Regions from separate parts of the Zea mays genome. Here region 2 is linked to region 1. Evidence: chromatin contacts called from public Hi-C data. All regions are on one chromosome and are shown on one strand. The core of a region is the stretch at or near the end of the contact, and the rest is flanking DNA. Distances in the headings are between cores, read along the strand shown.

What was found. Hi-C and Micro-C count contacts between places; a contact is called where the count stands out from the background.
Region 2: a Hi-C map of leaf mesophyll shows a contact between it and region 1, with 5 times the contacts expected there. The contact joins two enhancer-like sites. A contact is called at or near these places in 3 of 25 Hi-C or Micro-C datasets (bundle sheath, leaf mesophyll and tassel).

What each region holds. Positions count from the first base shown.
Region 1 is chr1:100,257,713-100,264,146 of Zm-B73-REFERENCE-NAM-5.0, reverse strand. No RefSeq gene overlaps it. Among protein-coding and RNA genes, the nearest start is that of LOC111274019, 12 kb to the left of the region's middle. Within about 2 kb of position 2,611, at least 18 of the 20 cell types and tissues checked have an H3K27ac peak or open chromatin away from gene starts, as enhancers often do. A contact at or near this core is called in bundle sheath, leaf mesophyll and tassel, where this site is marked.
Region 2 is chr1:99,813,557-99,819,990 of Zm-B73-REFERENCE-NAM-5.0, reverse strand. No RefSeq gene overlaps it. Among protein-coding and RNA genes, the nearest start is that of LOC109943665, 3.3 kb to the right of the region's middle. Within about 2 kb of position 3,585, at least 19 of the 20 cell types and tissues checked have an H3K27ac peak or open chromatin away from gene starts, as enhancers often do. A contact at or near this core is called in bundle sheath, leaf mesophyll and tassel, where this site is marked.

The DNA of each region.
Region 1 (6,434 bases), core at 1,362-3,861:
AATAACCAACATCACATCTCCAACATATCTACTTGAGAGAACACATAGGTAATCATCATAACCATATGATGTAGACCTCTTACTGATGGGCAAATAACATTTTGCTGTCTAAAAGCTTGGTCTCAGGGCAAATAAATTCCAAGAATTTATTGCAGCCAAAGCCTAGATCTCCATCATGTGTTGAAATATCCCAAGTTCAAGATATGTGTCATATTTTGCAAGAATTCATCGTTTAATTAAGTAGAACTTAATTAAAAGAATTCTTTTAGCAGTCAGCATGACTGCAGCGTCCAGCCTAGCTCCATAGCCCGCGACGCCTGCTTGGTCCGTGATTTTTTTGGGTAGCACGTATAGGTAATCATCTCGAAAGATGTAGACCTCATAGTGATAGGCATTTCAAATGCGGCCTAAAGCACGGTCTCTGGGCTACTAAATTCTATAAAGAATTTAGTGCAGCCAGTGCTTAGGACTCCATCACCCTATGCTTTTCCCAAAAAATGCAATCTTATGTTGCATGAGGACCGTTAAGTTTCGACTTAATTAATGTGCTATGTTTTTCATGCAAACATAAAAGAATGCAAAAAACAAAAGCAAGTCGAAAATATGTGAATTATAAATGTAAATAAAATATAATTCACTATCAATTCTGTATTTTTTTAATAATAAAAAAATACAAATATCACAGTTACATATATCATTAGTAGTCTAAATATTTAAATTTAGACGCTCTAACAATAATTAAAACAGTAACTCAACAATCACAAGATCTTGTACTAGAAACTGTAGAGAAAAAAATGAAACACTAAACAGCCTAGGCGGCCAACCAAAAGAGGCCCAGGCGGCTACCATCAGCGGCTCAGTGGCCAGGTCGGCCCACCGGCGGCTAAGTCAGCGGTTAGGGTTTCCTAACCGGTCTACTCACTTCCATCAGCAGCCGGCGCCGCCAGGGAGCCACTGGCCGGGTTCCCATCGCCTGGACGCGCCCCTTCACGTTGGTGGCCGTGCGTGGCCGACTTCCCCGCGCGCCAGGGCCGGAGCGCTCGGCTGCGCGAGGCCGCGTCTTGGCCGGGGCTGGCCCGCGCCGAGGCCAGAGCGCTCGGCTGCTGGGGGCTGAGTCCCGTGCGAGGCCGCGCAGTGGCCGAGGCCGGACTGCGCCCGCGCCCACTGGCCGCGCGAGGCCGGGGCTGAACCACGCCCGCGCCCGCCGCCGGGGCTGCCGGGGCCATGGTCACGCGTGGCCGGAGTTGCCCATGCACCGACGGGGCCGCACCGGGCTCCCCCGTGACCGAGCGTGCACCTAGGAGCGGCTCCTCGCGCCAACGGGTCCACGGCGGGCACGCCCATGTCCGAGCGCACGCCTGTGAGCGCCTGCCTATGAGCGCTTGCTCGTGCCGACGGAGCCGCGCCGGTCTCGCCCGTGGCCGAGGCTGTCTGCGCCCGCGCAAGGCCGCGCCGTGGATGACGCCCCATGGCCGGGTTGGCCCATGCGCGCGTGTGCGCGACTTGCCCGCCCATGCTGGCGCGAGGCTGTTCGCCGCCGGGGCTCGCCCACCCGCGCTGGTGCGCGGCTTGCCCACCCGTGTGGTGGCTACCCCTCACCGGATCTGTGCGTGAGTGCACGGATTGGAGCGCCGCCATTTCTGAGACAGCCATACGCAAGTCGCGAGAGGTGTCGCGCTCCAGTCCACATCGGCCGGGCTGCAGACCGCGCCGGCGCGGGATCCGCCATGGTGCGGCCACAAGCAGCAGAGTCTCCTGCAAGCGGACAGCAAGGCGCCGCTCTGGTTGGGAGGGAGTAGGCCGATCCGGTTGGATCACATCCTGTCAATCTTGCATAGCGAAGGCTAGTCACCTTACGTACCTATGCTTTTCCTTTGCTTTTTGCTTTGTGCATTCTACTACTCCGTCAGATCAATTGGCGTGTGCAGCCGTTTCCTGCGCGGCGCCCGTCTTGGCCGGGGCTGGCGTTGACGGTTACTTCTTCTGATTATTGTCGTCGGTGTAGACAACAACTTCGTCGATTTTTGCGCCATGGCCTTTCCACACTCGGTTGAGAGCGGGTGCTGATAACGTGTTAGAACTCAGTGGTAACGAGATTGAGACAAATGGCAGAGACAATCACTATCGTGTTTATTGCAGGGAAGACAGTTTTTATATACAAGCGAACTAGTGCCTCTCTAAGGGGTGCGTCCCTTAGGGAGAAACTGTCGCACCCAATGGAGGTAATTGAACACACATATTGTAACAGCCGCCATAGTTATCCGCGCTGACCGGTAAGATTTCTTAAACGTAGAATTTTGGTTAAAAATCCGATATAAAAAAGGGTGCTGCGGCGGAGTCCTGTTTCTACTCTACTCTCCTACTGCCTACGTATAAGTGGAAATATCCTTTCCAACTCAGGCCCCAAAGCAAACACACAACACCGGGAGCGGGAGACACGTTTCGAGCCAGCGCCGACCCCACCGCCGCAGCCGCGACTGCGAACCCTGTCACGCGTGCACCTCACCTCGAGGTCCTCGACGCACCGGCTGGCGTCACCCTGACACAGCCCGCACGTCGGCCGTGGGGAGTACGCAGCGCTTGCCACGGAGTGGAATCTGGACGGCCGCGGGGCATGCTCAGCTTCCCATTTCCAAACGTGGAGAGAGAAGAGAAGGGAATGGCCGAGGCCGATGGTGTGACGGTGGGCCAGGCGGCTCCGGCGGCGGCTTGGATGATTTTTTAACGACGCGGTCCCGAGCATCCCGCCGCAGTGCCGGGAGAACGACACGTTGACGGCCCAACCGCACGTGTGGACCACGGGAGTGGCTAGCGGACTGACGAGCGAGCGACGGGATGCCGGAGCGTCGGGCCTGCTCACGTGGAGTAGGCCCCCAAAGCAAGCATGCACACAGACCTGAAACCTTTCTGGCTTTCTGCGCTGCCGCTGTGCACTCGCCTCTAGTCTTTGCGTTGCGCCTTGCGCACGCCTCCAGGCGGTCTTCTGTGCTCCGTTGATTGATGATGGTTCCTTGCCATCCATCAGTGGACGGTTTGCTGCACACGAGCGATGGCACAAAGAGAATTTTTCCAAGAAAGAACCCAAGGTTTGCCGCATGGATCGCTCTTCATTGACGATGTATAGGCATCATCTACGAGACAAATGGATGTCTGAAAAAATGGTGGGAGTTAAACTGATTTTTGAGCCACGACAAAACTGCAATTTAGAAGGTCGCAGGCTCTGCTCACTTATATATTCTCCTTATGCCTGTTCTTTTCTTGACGCGAGGGAAGTCCAACTGCCCCAGCTTCCATTATCAGCACACAGTTGACGTCACGAGTGCGATGTGTAGTTAAAACACTTTCATCTCCTTGCCAAAACATCATCCTTACCTACTCGCCTCGAATTAACGTGGATAATCCGTTAGAATTAGCAGTTTATCCACACACGGGGAAAAATATTATATGTGTTTCTTGGATGACTTTTAATGGTTAAAGATCACGAGTACAAAATGAAAGATAAGGCATGCTAGTCGTTAATGAGAAGGTAAGATCTTATATTCCCTCTCTCTCTCTCTCTCTCTCTATATATATATATATATATATATATATATATATATATATATAGGTACCAGTCTATTATAAAAGGGCAAAAGGCGCACTATATATAACTAAATACTCCTCTGCACATCGCCGTCCAGAAGATATTTCCTCATGTCCCTATTTCCTCGTTCCACATTACCTCTTGTTTCCATATCCATCTCCTCCTTCGTATGTGTATCCTATCGACCGTTCACAGATGCTCATCCGCGGATCCGCCTTCCAATGATAATCTAATCATTGACGTTCCTGCTCTTCCCACTTAGGCGTCATTAGGTCTATTCGGATAATTCGGTTCGGTCTATTCGTGTTTTTAAAACTTTGTATTCTAAAAAATAGGGACCGGATGTTAAAAAAATAATATTAGTAATCGAACCCAAATAGACCGACAATTTTCGGTTTAGTCTATTCGGTCTACCGTGCACACTAAATAATAGAGAGACTAGTGTCTTTTGTTAAAATATGTGCAATAAATATATACATAGAAATACTATTATAATAAACGAGTGACTATAGAAAAAAGCATATAGACACGTATATAATCCCATTAAGATGGCATCATAATTTTTAGCTAATAAATTTATAAAACACGTAATAATATTGTTGGAACTTGCTCCTCTGGGTAAGTAGATCCAACGCGAAAGCGGAAACAGTACTAGTAAAGTTTGTCGCGGGATGGCAATAGCTCTGTTAATCTGGCCTTACAAGAGCACTGTACGGGGTATTTATAGGCACTCGAGTGACCACCCGTCCCTTGCAAAAGACGTTTACACCCTCGAGTACCTGGTTTATCCCCAGAATATTCTCACGAGAGGAGGTTACAGACAGTCATTACAGTAAAGGCTATTACAGACGCGACCCGTAATACGCTTATCCGCGCGGGGCCCGTTACAATGGGCTGAAACCCGCATGGGCCTCCTGGTGCGGTGAGGACGTGAGACTTGTAGACTTCGACAGAAACCTTCGTCTTGCAACGGAGAGGACGAAGGGAGCCCGCGTCGGTCTTCATCCAATAGACGCCTTCGACTCGCTCGGGCGTGCTCTGCGGATAAGTCCTCGTTGGGGTGACGAGCCGACGAAGGCATCGAGCGAAGGGTAGCGTGTTCGCCTTTGCCCCAACATTTGCCCTCCGAGGGACCAGTTCGACTAAGTCATCTGGTGCCGAAGACGCCGCTAGATGGTGGAGACGCTGCCCTCGCTCGAAGTGGTCCCGTGGGGGTTTTTGAAATGTGACCGTTGATGGACGTGTTACTGTTGGATTGCGTGTTTCCCGAAGCGCCGCGTCCTGCCTATAAAAAGGCGGTCGTGGCCGGGACTGTTTCTTACCCTTGCGTGCAGCATAAAAACCCTAATTTTTGCAAACTGCTCGCCTGCCCTCCTTGCTCTCCCACTTCAGAAATCTGGCCCGCGTCAAGCAGACTGCATGCCGCCGTCGATGGTACATAGCAATGTCTTCTTCCTCATCTGCTGCGAGTGCGTCATCGGCCGATCCGTCGTCCGAGGATACCTTCAGTGATTTGGTGGCGACGGAGTTGTAGCCGAGCCACACCGTGGAGGTCGACACTTCGAGGATCTCCTCAGTTCACGTGCAGGAGATGCAGCAACTTGGATATTTTGGTGACAGTGTCGGGCGGGTTCTAGGCGCTGAAGAGATCCCGGAGCCTGAGGGCGAGTTGGTTGTCGTTTTTCATTGCCGGCCTTCGTCTCCTGGCGCATCATTTTGTGGCGGAGGTTTTGCGGAGGTTTGATGTCCAAGTCCACCAGTTGACGCCTAACGCCGTGGTTGCACTGGCGAAGTATGTTTGGGCGGTTGCTTCTTACGGCGGGAAGCCGTCTGTGGAGGTCTTCGCCAAGAACTATTGTCTGCACTGGCAAAAGAAGAAAATAGGAAATAAGATTGCACAATTTGGATCGTGCACCTTCACGCCGAGGACTAGAAAGACTTTGGCGGAAGTCATGGAAATAGTCCCTTGTGCCCGGAACAAGTGGGGCAACTGGTGGGACTTTTGGTTTTATGTCTCTGGTGGGAAAGTCGAAGATCTCCCTAGGCTCCCTGCAGCCATTATGTGCTCTCACTGCTATGTAGTGTTCCCACCATTCGAGGTGGCGGAGGACGATGAGGACGAAGGGGCCCTTCGGTACGCGGCCCGCATGAGTAGCGAGCGCAATCTGGTTGAGGAATTCATTGGATATGGAGTATGGCCCTTGGCGCACGGCTGGGTACTTGCCGAAGTGTGCCCCCGCCGGATGCCGACCTTGGGCGATCAGTTGGTGCGAAGTCCAGCCTTCGCCTTGGATTTGCGGGGCCGGAACCTGGCCGCGTTTGTGCGTGAAGTGGAGGTCGAGGCCGCAAGGATCGTAGGGCGATACGTGCCGAGGACGGAGACCTTGCATAGTTGGGATATTCGTGGTTCTAATGTTCGTTTGAACCGCGTTTTTAGTTGAACCGTCTGCCATATGGTGGTTACCCGAGAGACGACGACGCTGTTGTTGGCGATCACCGGGGAAAGAGGGCGGCGGCAGTGGTCGACGAAGGCCCTTCGCGGGGAGCCGTGCCGGCTGTGGCCACTAAAAAGAGGAAACTAGGTACTGCAGCTGAGGGGTTGGGGGTCTCCGATCATTTTGCTATGGATTTATTGGGAACTTGCGCGGCCCCGGGGAGAGGATGTCTTCGCCCGAGCTCCGGGAATCTTCTGCGCGAATGCTGAAGGTTGCCGGGGGTCGGTAGCCTAGGAATGTTCCGATCCCTCGGCCGGCCGGCGAGGACATTCGTACTTCTCGATTAGCTCATGAGATGAGGATTTTTCCTTACGGGCAAAATGTTGCTGTTGTTGTGTCGGCAGTGGTGGAAAAGG
Region 2 (6,434 bases), core at 2,336-4,835, 450 kb after region 1:
GATGGCTAAATTAGGCTACTGAGTTAGTTATTAGCCCATCCAGAGTTCCAGACAGACTAGCTCATCTTTCTTTATTTATTTTTTTGAAATGTTCAAATACCTTTATGAAAGGCTCCTTTAAAGGACCACCATGACAAAAAAAAAAAACATCAATCAACAAAGCCATCATGTAAGTGGTCACATGGGGGAGCTATCTTTTTCGTGTTTTTATTTCAACACGGGATGAAGCAGTACTGCTGGAAAGGACATAATTGTAGATGTATTTTTAGGTCTCATTTAGCACAGCTTAATTTTATCATGGAAGCTGGTTTTTTAAACCATCTTCGTGAGTGTTATCTCGCTCAAGCTAAGCTATTTAAAAAAATATGTTTGGTAAACAGTGTCACCAACAACTTCATGCATCAATGAGAGGGAGTATAACAAAGAGTTTCACCTATAAAACATATCATTGTGTAACAACACTCGAGTATAAAGAGAATCGCAGAGAGACTAGGGATGGCAGCAAGACAGGCGAGGTCGAGGACCAGCCCCCGTACTCATCCATTTCCCGAAACCAATTCCTCGCATAAGGACACCACTGTATGATAATAATTATAGATATATCAATTGTCAAGAGGCAACAAGAAGACAAAAATAAAAGACACATCATTGTATATATAGGGTTTACAAAGATTATATATACGGTGGTAGTTGGGTTGAACTTTGGTTTTATAGGCTATTCGGGTTCCCAATGAAGCCTCGTGGAGGAAACTTATTCCCTCGCCCTGCCCCATTTAAATGGAGCCCTGCCCTGTGAGGGAGAAACTGACCATGTCCTTACCCCTAATGAGCATTGATTAAGTAACTCATAGCAAGAAGAACTCTCTTCCGTACTTCGATTTTGTTATTACTTATTTTTAATCCTAACCCCGGGTGAAGTTCGTGTTCAAAGTATATAAATTTCAGGTTCCGCCTATTCACCCCCTTAAGCGACTTTCAGTTATATTGGTACTGTTCTAGTTCGACACCTCTGTCAGATAGGGTTTGACACTGTCACACCCGATTTTGAGGACAAAACCAAATGTAGAGCATATGTATGAGGATCTATTTTACCACATATGTTGACATTACAAATGTAACATATCAAAAAACAATGTATGAAAGCATAAATAAAGATTATAGTAACATTTATTACAGTCCAAGTGGACTTTTTTTCTTAAATAGTATTCATCAAAGTAACATCAAAACATGGGTGGTCTTCGATAGGAAGATGATCAGAGGTATTGCTAGACTATAAACCATCGATCTCATCATCATATTATTCATCTTCTTCACATCCTTCTGATCAGCAATTTAAGCAAGGGTGAGTACATTTATGGTTGGTACTCAGCAAGTTGGTTGAAAATGCAAACTAACAAGATTTATTATCTTTCTTTGACTTCAATTATCTTTCTTTGACTTCAATTATCATGTGAGGGTCTAGACCGCTGTTAACTGTGAGCATTATTGATATATCAGTTTTACGCTCTGCGGAAGTTGCGCACTTTCACCATAAGCCATGTATCCCCTTTAGAGTCCGCCGAAGAGGAGGCAGCACCTCCTCATGCGGGAGGCTGGGATGCGCGTGGCGAGCTCGGCAAGTATATGGGTGATTTTTTTAAAAAAAAAATCTAGAATGTAATCTAAAAAGTTAGATTTTTTATGTAACCGAGATGACATACGATGTTCCATAGACCGGAGCGGTCCATCTGCATGGAGTGGAGACGTGGAGCAAGCAGCTAGCAGAGCCGTCATTCCTGGCTAAGCTAACCGTCGGGCAAGCCGAGTGCCGGCCGAGGCACATTTTCTTCCTGTGGCGCAGGCGTCTCAAGATCCACATGCACTCTCGGACACAAAACAAATACTACTACTAGCAAGGGAAGGGAGACGACGCTGGATGTACGCGCGCATGGGAGATGGGAGGGACGCGGGTAAACAAAAGATGACGGGACACGGGTACCACCAGCCCGACCAGCGCAGCAGACGACAGTGAGCACTGGAATTGAAGGGGTAGATCGATTGCTGAACGAGAATCACGTGGCGACATGGACGTGTGCATGCAGCCGCGGGCCGGGCCAACCTCGCGTCCCACGTCTTCTTGGCTTTAATTTCCACTCGCTGCTAGCCTGCTAGTACAGTGGTAGTACTGGCTGTGGCTGGCTCCGAATATGCAAATACCTGCGGGGCCTTTGCGTAAAGATCCAAATAAACAGTGACTCACTGGCAACAGGAATAGAAAAGAATCCCATGACGAGGCCTGCGACTGCGTCTGCGTCTGCGTGGTGAATTGTGAATCTGAAAGAGAGAAGGTGAAAAATAAAGAAAAGGGGCCGGCGCGCCTGCGCCTGCAATGCATGATGGGGGTGGGGGAGGGGGAGGAAAGCAGGAGGAACGCGTGCTGCCGCGCGCAGGCGGCGCAGTGGGAGGGGTGCGGATGGATGTGTTGTGGCATTCGCATCACATGCAGCAGGACCCGCCACCACGTGACGACAACGCGGGTGAGGCTCAAAAACATTGCACTCGGACGGCCCACCACGCGAGCAAAACGTGCTCCACTCCACTCCAACGCCCCTCCCCCACCCCCACACCTCAGTGCCCCGTAAAAAAAACGCGGTTCAAACCTATCTCCTCCTGCCTGCTAAGTGCTACGCGTACTCCCGCGGTGGTGGCCGTAGCGTTTGTTGCGCGGCATGGCATCCAATCCGAAGGTGCGCGATGAGTGCGCGTCGCGGCGCGTCCAAGTTGCGCGAGCAGATTAGACTAATCGTGGGCCGCGACAAGGACCCGGCGGCCACCGGGCCCACCGCCCCCCCGTTCTATATTAGCGTCGCAATGACCTCTAGATCGCCGCTGAATCACGTTCTCATCCACGTTATTAACAAATAGGGACAATACAAGCCGCACGCATCTGTTTTGCGCTCACACGATTTGGATAGATAAATAAATAAATATACTACACGTATTATTATTATTATACTATTAAACACAGGAAAGCAAAGCGGAGCTCGCACGCTGCCAGGCTCGCTAAACACGTGAAGATGGGTTCGTTTCCTCCTCCTTCACTTGTCGCTTCCCCAGCGCTGGGGCCTGGCCTGGGCCCGCCGGCTCTCGTTTCCCCCACTACCAACCGCTGCGCGTGGGCCACCTCTCCTGACAGGGATGGAATTCCACTCAACGGTCAGACAAGCCGGCTGGACGGGTCATGGCTGGGGTGGGGCTGGGCTACCTATGCCACGCTCACTGTCACAGCGTCCCCGTGCCACATGCTGTTTTCGGCACGTGCGTATCATAAAAGGCGCAGCGCTCCAGTCTCCACTCTGGCGGCCCATGGAAAACATGCTATTCGGTGATTGTTGTTCATCTTTGTACTATACCTGTACATTTTTCATGCTTTTTTACAGAGTACATATTGGCAATTAGGCTAAAACAAAGAGAAGGTTTGTGTCACGATCCTACGAAAAAGGGCTAATAACTTGCATTAAAAAAAGGTCACACTCACACATAGTACTGGTAGTAGGTATTGCGCGTGTCTTGGTCCATCGTACAGATAGCGGAAGCGCTCCTACCAGTACCAGGCTCATAAAACGAGGGAACCTGCCTGCACTGCAATCGACCGATGCGGCGAGGCAGACGCATGCATAACGGTAATGTCCTCTACAAATCCTTGCCAACGAGCGAGATGCCGCCCGTCCTCTCTGTTTCAGAAATAGTTAATATCTTATGTTTGCTCATGACAATCAAGGGGAATTAAATATATATATAGTACATAGAACATAAGAAACTGAGAAATAAAGATATATACTCCCTCCGTTTCTTTTTATTAGTCGCTGGATAGTGCAAAATTGCACTATCCAGCGACTAATAAAAAGAAACGGAGGGAGTATGTATTAAAAATGAGTGTTAAATATTTTAGAACATAAGACGAATTCTGTAAGATTAAGTATTTTAAGACCGAAAAGGTATGCCTGACCAATAGTTATCTAGAAAAAAGCTCCCTAAATTTATGTTTAGCAAGTTGCTAAATAGCTATTGTGAGTAAAAAATAGTTTGGCCTCCCACGATTTCTCATACTTATAGACAAGAGTTGTGCAGGACCGGACCTAGCTGTCTCACTACACGGAAAATGAAAAAAGGAGCGGGGAGTGTGGTGAGATAATGGAGGAGGTGATGGCAGGGAATAGTGAATTAACAAATGTGATAGCTCATATTGTACCACTTAATCACTTACCGAAAATTAAGAAAAAAGGGAAGGAAAATCCAATTCAGTTAAGTCCCAATGAAAGGTATTTTTAGAATAGTGATGGGTTTAAAGACCCCAAAAACTTAGAAATTGGTACTATTTCATTTGTGAAAACACTCTTGACAGCTAAGAGTAGCAAAACTTGTTTATGCCAGATATATATATATATATCTATATATAGGGAAGAGGTAATGGAAGCCCTGGGCTTCCATTAGTGGGCGAAGCCCCAGCCAGGGAGACCGAACGGGTCGCTTTAGGCCCACTGGACGCCAGCCTGCGCCATTTATGCAAAGGATAACCACGTATCCCGGCTTACACGCGACATGCAATTACGCAAGCATAAATTTGTGTACAAATGTGCGTAACTCATGCATAAATGGAATCTTTGCATGCCAGGAATCGCGCGCACGAATATCTGCATGTGATAGACGTTTACGACTGCATAACGTTGTGAGACATAATAGCGTAAACCATGCAAGACGTTCACGGCAGGTTTTGGAATAAGGCAAGACGTGATTTTCGTGCGCGAAAATAAAGGCGCAGTTACGGCAGGAAACTAAAACAACTTTACAGCCGCGTCCACGTTCGCTCGTCCATCTGAATTATTGGCGGCGGTTACCTGCGGCGGAAGTGAGAGGTCCGGCCGGCGAAGAATATGTCCACCACCGGCGCTGGCGATGGCATCCTCCCTGTAACATCTGCGCATGAGGCAGTAGGTACGTCTGTTTCAATGGACATGCAACCTGTTTTGTCTGCAATCGCCCCATACACAGAGGGTGTATCTGTGACTCCTCCGGCGGCATTGAGGGCACCTGGACATATCGAAGAGCACACAAAAACAGCAGACGTGGTCGGCGCAGAGAAGCACATCCCCATGAGACATATTGGGCCACATGAACAGGACACACCGCATATTCTTCAAAGCCATGTAAGTTCTCCCGTATTACGTTAAATTTATTCGATATTGAATCGTAAATGTTAAATTTCTGTGCGCAGCCGGACAATATTGATATAAGATTGATACCTAAAGTCGGTATGACATTTAGTAACGTGGATGAGGCGTATAATTTTTATAGTCAATATGCATACGAGGTAGGATTTCCGTTGAAGAAATATAGGGAGCGGAAGAATTGTAAATGGTTGAACTGTTCAATGGAAGGAAAGAATGCTGAAAGGGTAGCTGCAAATCCAAGGATACGTAACACATGTTCGAAACGAACACAGTGCAAGGCTGGGATGAAACTCAAAAAAATCTACGATGATGCTAAAGAGAATGTTATTTCTGTTCGGATTGATCTGGTAAACTATGAGCATAATCATGAATTTTTGAAGAAAGATACAGAAAAAGGGCAATTGCAATGCAACAAAACACATGATCGTGAATATATGGAGTTCCTTAGTGTGATGCAAGAAAGCAGGATTCCACCACATTGCATAATGGATTTTGTTACTGAAATGCATGGTGGCCCAGAAAACGTTCCAATAACCGTGCAGGACATGAGTAACCTGTAAGTGTATTATGCATTGACAATAATTGTATTTTATATTACATAAACAATCGTAATGTGTTGAGTTAGATATAGTGCATAATCATTACATTTTTTGACAGGAAAAAAGCATGGCAAAGGGAGAGAAATGCAAATGATGTGTCAAAACTGTTATCTTTTTTTTCATTATGCAAGAAAGATAATCCACAGTTTTTTCAGACTTTCAACTGGACAAAGAAGGGAAAATTTTAAGCATATTTTGGTCCCATGCTAGCCAGCAAGCCGAGTACATTGATTTTGGTGATGCAGTTACTTTTGATACTACACATAAGACTAATATGTATGATAAGCCATTAGGCATGTTTGTTGGTTCGAACCACCACCTACAATGCACAATATTTGGGTTTGCTTTACTAGGAGACGAGACAGTTGATACATTCGAGTGGGTATTCAATACGTTCAAAACATGCATGGGATGTGACGGACCACGAGTGATGCTGACAGGTATGTTGTAATAAAATGGCTCGTAATTATTATGTCATGTACTATATTATATCATATTGTCTTGCATTATGTTATGTAAATTTATAAATTTCAGATCAAGACCCTGCCATGCCAATTGCACTTGGCAGAGTATTCCCAAACACAATACATCGATTGTGTTTGTGGCATGTGCAAAACAGGTATAT